2 separate regions of the Gossypium hirsutum genome follow, and region 2 is linked to region 1. A link is a contact called in public Hi-C data. All regions are on one chromosome and are shown on one strand. Each heading gives the region's core, a stretch centred on a gene start, on an enhancer-like site or on the middle of the called end of the contact. The rest is flanking DNA. Distances are from core to core; before and after follow the strand shown. Region 1 holds the start of LOC107928217 (protein YIPF5 homolog). Region 2 holds the start of LOC107928205 (1,4-alpha-glucan-branching enzyme 1, chloroplastic/amyloplastic).

Region 1 (2,803 bases), core at 110-2,609:
ATAGACCATACAGGGTTGCTCCTACAAAATATTACTCACAAAACAAGTATCACTTGCCATCATCCACCTGCTTGTTTCTCCACTAATAAGATAACCAGTTTTATAGTGTAAGTTTCTGTTCAATTAGTGATCTTTAATGCCATGCATATAATTTGTGTCAATTACAGTGGTTTCTTTTATCCTAATACCCCATTGGTTTTTTAACTGGGTTTCGGGGGACCATTACAGGCAAGTTGAAGGAAGTTTTGATAGTCATGGAAAAGCTAAACTTAGAGCTATACATAAAGAACTGTTACATACTGAAAGAGAATGAGAGGTTGAGGAAGAAAGCAAAGCTTCTCAACGAGGAGAATCAAGCCCTATTATCTGAGCTTAACCAAAAATTCTCCAACCCCACCTACTCTAAGCCAAAAAATTCAGCCATTACCATTACTGACCACCTCAACCTCAGCTTCAATTCTAACCCAAGTTCTTCCTATTATAACAATGGCGAACCCTGATTCTGCAGGATATATAGACATCAAGACCCCAGACATGGACCCAAGTTCTTCCTATTTCCATCATCTTTGTCATATAGTATTATCATTGTTCTCTCTTTAATTGGATAATGGATCCATTAATGTTGATAGTTTACAGGGGGAAAAAACAAACTTAATGGTTCAGAATCACTACGAGTTACTAGTGAGTTTCATTAAATTATCATAGAACACTATATTCTGGACTAACAACTCAACTATCTTCATGAATAGATTTGAAAATGGAGACGATACCCAAGAAGTATTAATCAGACATAATTTGAAAGTACAGCTTCTTCATCGCTCTTTCTCAGAAATCGAGCTTTCAAATTGAAAAAATATTCGCCGTTGCCATGGATAGAACCCGGGTCACCCGCGTGACAGGCGGGAATACTTACCACTATACTACAACGACCTTGTTGCTCTTGATAACAAGTATAAGCTTTTCATGAATAAATTAAGGGTTTAGGAACTTCTTTTCACTTATCAACTCAATTAACTCGAAAATTTTTCATTTAATTCAATCAAATATTCACCCCTAGAGATGAAATTATTGGGAGGGGCAGTCACGAATCTTGAATATAAACTGTAAAACGAATATGAATAATATAAAAAAATAGAATAGTAATATCTCATTTGGTACATTGACAATGTACGCTCACCCTCTAGCACTACTTATCGAGTCTAAAAACTTTACTCGTGGTGTAGCAAATATTTTTTCATATTTAATATGTTTTTATAATTAAAATTTAATAAAAATGTTTATTAAATTCCCGAAAACCCGGCAGGCCGGGCCGGGTCTAATCAGCGCCCAATAAAATCCATTAAGAAGCTTAAAACTTGGAAACACGAAAAGATTCCACGGAAAAAATATAGTAATTTCTAGATACTCACAAAACAAGTCTCTGTAGCTTTAACAAGAAATGGCGAAAGAATTCACGGTGCCGCCGGTGGTCTTCCCCTCCGGCAGCGGAGTCAACCCTTCCGTTGGAAACATCAACCAACGCCGCGTACCCACTGCTCCATTCCAACCCTCACGCCCTCCTTCCTCCTCTTCCGCTTTACCCTTCATGTCTTTCGATATGGGTTCGGCCACATCGTCGTCGGTATCCTTAGGCGGTTCAATCTCCTCCTCCGCAGCAACCGGATCCGCTTCATTCGAAGACGAAGAGCCCCTTCTCGATGAACTCGGTATCCACCCGGATCAAATCTGGTACAAAACCAGATCCATCCTCAACCCTCTCCGGGTGAACTCGACGGCCCATAAAGACTCCGACTTATCAGGCCCTATCTTTCTCTACTTATCCCTCTGCTTATTCCAACTCCTCGCTGGCAAGATCCAATTCGGCGTCATCCTTGGCTGGATCGTCGTCTCCTCGATTTTCCTCTATGTCGTTTTCAATATGTTAGCGGGTCGCAACGGCAACCTAGATCTTCATACGTGTACGAGCGTGGTTGGTTATTGTATGTTGCCGGTGGTGATCTTCTCGGCAGCATCGCTTTTTATTCCCCAGGGGACGAGCGTTGCTAGGTACGCTGTGGCTGGGGTTTTCGTTGTTTGGGCCACTAGGGCTTGCACCAATTTAATGGTGGCACTTGCTGATGGAGGTGAAGAACATCGCGGCCTTATATCGTACGCTTGTTTCTTGATCTACACTTTGTTTTCGCTTCTTGTTATATTTTAATTGAAGCACAATGTGCTTGTATCTAGGGTTAGGTTATTTTAGTGGATACTAATTGCTATGTATTCTAAAGAGGTTTTCTTTTCTTTTTTTTTTTGGTTGAATTTTGATATCTACAATGTTGAACTGGACTGAAATTTCATAGAAATTTGCCTTTTCTAGCTCAAAGTTATTACTCGGTATGTATTGAGCTCTTTTTCACTTGACATGGATATCTATATGATCTTTCAAATGTATCCTAAGTTTTTTAGAAAAAAATTATTGAGCATATTTGTGTTTGACATGAACCCGAATCCCAAGTCCGACTAATATAGAAAAATATAAACTTGTTTGAGGACTTGAATAAGGCTTTTACCTTCTTCATTATTATTCGTTTCGTGAATTTTGGATTTATCAAGCTACCCGAATCCTGAGCCTGAGTAAGATAGAAGAAGATAAACTTGTTTGAGGACATGAAATGGGAATTTACCTTCTTCATCATCACCTATTTGCATGAATATTTGATTTTATTCATGATCTAGCTATTTGGATGGTTCTGTTTTATCGAGTACAAACATGTACCCTAATCACAAATCCACTTAAGGTAGTTGTTTGAGGACTTGAAAT
Region 2 (2,803 bases), core at 168-2,667, 130 kb before region 1:
CGATAACAAGTCAGAACTGTTTCAGAGAACCAACACGCTTGATTGACATCAACACCATCTCAAACTTCCATTTCTCAATTCAATCCTATATCATAAACTCATGAAAGTTCAACTGCACACAGTAAAACTAAAATCAAACATTTCCATAAAAAAATACAGTGCATTATTCTCAGAAAATGGAAAACCTGTGGATCATCTGAAATATTGCTAGGGCTTTCCAATTCATCTGTCAAGGATGAAGCACCCTCACCCTGATCATCAGGAACAAGCACTTTCTTGGATGCAACAGTTAAGGGCGACGAGTCCGAATCATAAGAAGATTTTTGCACAAAGATCTTCCCTACAAGCAAGCATCAAATCAATTTTCTACATAGTGGAAATCAAATGATCATGAAAGCAGTCACCTTCCATGGCATTCTTTTGACAATACTAAAATTATACTGGCAAAAGCGCCTTTTTTTTCTGCCGAAGTATTTCGGTCATCACACTGCAATCATCCTTCTTAAAATTCCAATTTCAACTTTAAACTAAGCTTCCCTCGTTAGCAACTATTACTTCTTCTTTTTTTTTTTTTAAAAAACAGAGTAAAAAACCTAGCAGTAATATTTTGAAGTATGTTGATCAATTCACCTCTTTTAATTCAATATTAACGCTTACAACATACCAGGATCACTAGCTAAATCAAAGAAGATTTAACTATTAATAAACTAATATTTAAAACAATTTCCTTAATTCTATATCTCATAAAGCATACAACATCGAACTTGCATACATTTCCTTCCCGCGTGACTCAAACTAACCAATAAAAATAAAATTAGATTGATTATATATTACATCGAATAAGTTAAAAACAAAAATAAATAAATCCCGCTCTGAATAAAAAATTGCATAAAAATATATAATAGGAAACATAAACAGAATCATAAATCCAAAAATGAAAACAATAAGAAGTATAGAGAGAGAGAGAGAGAGAGAGAATACGAGAAAAGAGATCCTTCTTCAACAATAAAGAGAAACTGCTACTTCTACGAGAGGCATTGAAACTAGACTGGTTGAAGCTGTAAACTGAAGGCGAACAAGGTAATCGTAAATCAGACACACTGTAAACCATTACTTACTTTATTTATTTATTTTCTGTTTGGAAAGCAAGAAAATAATGACAGATCCAGAAAAAGAGAAGAAAAAGGAGAGAAGAAGAGAAAAATTCTCGCCACTGGAAGCTACAAACACCGAGAGTAGCGTGAACGAGAGTGAAGGAAAACAAAATTAAAAATATATATATATTATTTATTTGTAAGGTGCTACGTGTGATGTGAAGAAATGCACGGGGATAGGTGTAAAATGATAGATTTGGCAAAAGCAAGACATCCAAAATTCATTCTCAACCGTCCATTTTCATTTTTATTTTAGTGAAATGAAGTTGAATATCGATGACCCCGCCACATGGATTTTGCTTAGCACAAGAGATGAGGAAGGAACGGCGCTAATGCTTGAACCTACTATTTCTATTTTTCTTCTTTTATTTTATTTAAAAACTTATTCATACAATTACTAATTTTTTCGTTTTAATCACTCCAATTTTTAAAATTAAATTTTAATTTTAATAAGTAAACTTTTTGTTTAAAGTTATAAAAGTCCTCAAACTTTTTAATAAAAAATCAATTAAGCCCCTCTTTTTTTTTACTCAATTGATCACTTGAAGTTTCAAAATACATCAAAAGACCCTCAAATTTCTTCAAAAAAATAATTAAGCCCCTACTTTTTTTTCACTCAATTGGATACTTGAACTTTCAAAATGCATTAAAATGACCCTCAAAAATTTTCAAAAAAGCAAAAATTAGAAAAAATTATAAAAATTATTAAATTTTAGAAAAATTATTAAATTTTAATAAAAAATTAGATTTTTTTATAAAAATTGTAAAAAAATAAAATTTTATAAAAATCATTAAAAAATTAATAACCCCTAGTTTTTTTAATTAAAATCTATCATGCGTCGCAACACACTATGACATGTGGTAAAAATGATAAAAAAAATCAATAAAAGTTATAGAAAAATTATAAAATGCTTCTTTTGGTATGATAGTTTTTATAATTTTTTTTTACAAAATTTATATTTCTTTATATTTTGTATAATTTTCTTACGGCTTTATAAAATTTTATATTTTTATATTTCTATCTATTTTATATTTTTTATATATTTTTTTATTATTTTTATTATTTTCTAATTTTTAATATTTTAATTTTTTATTATAATTTAATAATATTTATAGCTTTTATTGATTTTAATTTTTTTCTAATTTTTAATAAAAGCATGGCTTAACTACTTTTTTGAAAAAAGTTTGAGGGTATTTTTGATGCATTTTGAAAGTTCAAGTACCCAATTGAGTGAAAAAAAAGTAGGGGCTTAATTGCTTTTTTTGAAAAGGTTTGAGGGCTTCAAAATATTTTGAAAGTTCAAGTACCCAAATGAATGCAAAAAAAAAAGTAGGGGCTTAATTACTTTTTTTTGAAAAAGTTTGAAGGCTTTTTACACCCTTAAGCCTAAATTTTTTATTGGCTTAATGACAAATTTAGCTCTTGATATTTACAAATTCTATCAATTTGATCCTAAACCTAAAAAATTCTACAAATTTAGATTAATGTGGAGAAGTTGAAGTAGATATTAAAGCTTACAAAAGTGACGATGATGATGAGATAGACGGACTTAATCGAGAGAAAGTGAGGAAGTCAAGGATCTTATCGATGGAAAAAGATTTTAATTTTATTTGAAGAAAAAACCATGAATGAAATGGTATAGAATGAA

Evidence for each region. A called contact is a pair of places that touch in the nucleus more often than the background predicts.
Region 2: a Hi-C map of leaf shows a contact between it and region 1, with 2.2 times the contacts expected there. The contact joins the promoter of LOC107928205 here to the promoter of LOC107928217 in region 1. A contact is called at or near these places in 4 of 34 Hi-C or Micro-C datasets (all in leaf).

Annotation. Positions count from the first base shown.
Region 1 is chrD01:62,578,764-62,581,566 of Gossypium_hirsutum_v2.1, reverse strand. It overlaps LOC107928217 (protein YIPF5 homolog), which reads left to right and starts at 1,359. Exons shown (of 1, transcript XM_016859404.2): 1 at 1,359-2,433. The coding sequence starts at 1,439. The coding sequence ends at 2,200.
Region 2 is chrD01:62,706,855-62,709,657 of Gossypium_hirsutum_v2.1, reverse strand. It overlaps LOC107928205 (1,4-alpha-glucan-branching enzyme 1, chloroplastic/amyloplastic), which reads right to left and starts at 1,417. Exons shown (of 22, transcript XM_041087629.1): 1 at 982-1,417; 2 at 186-340. The coding sequence starts at 1,111.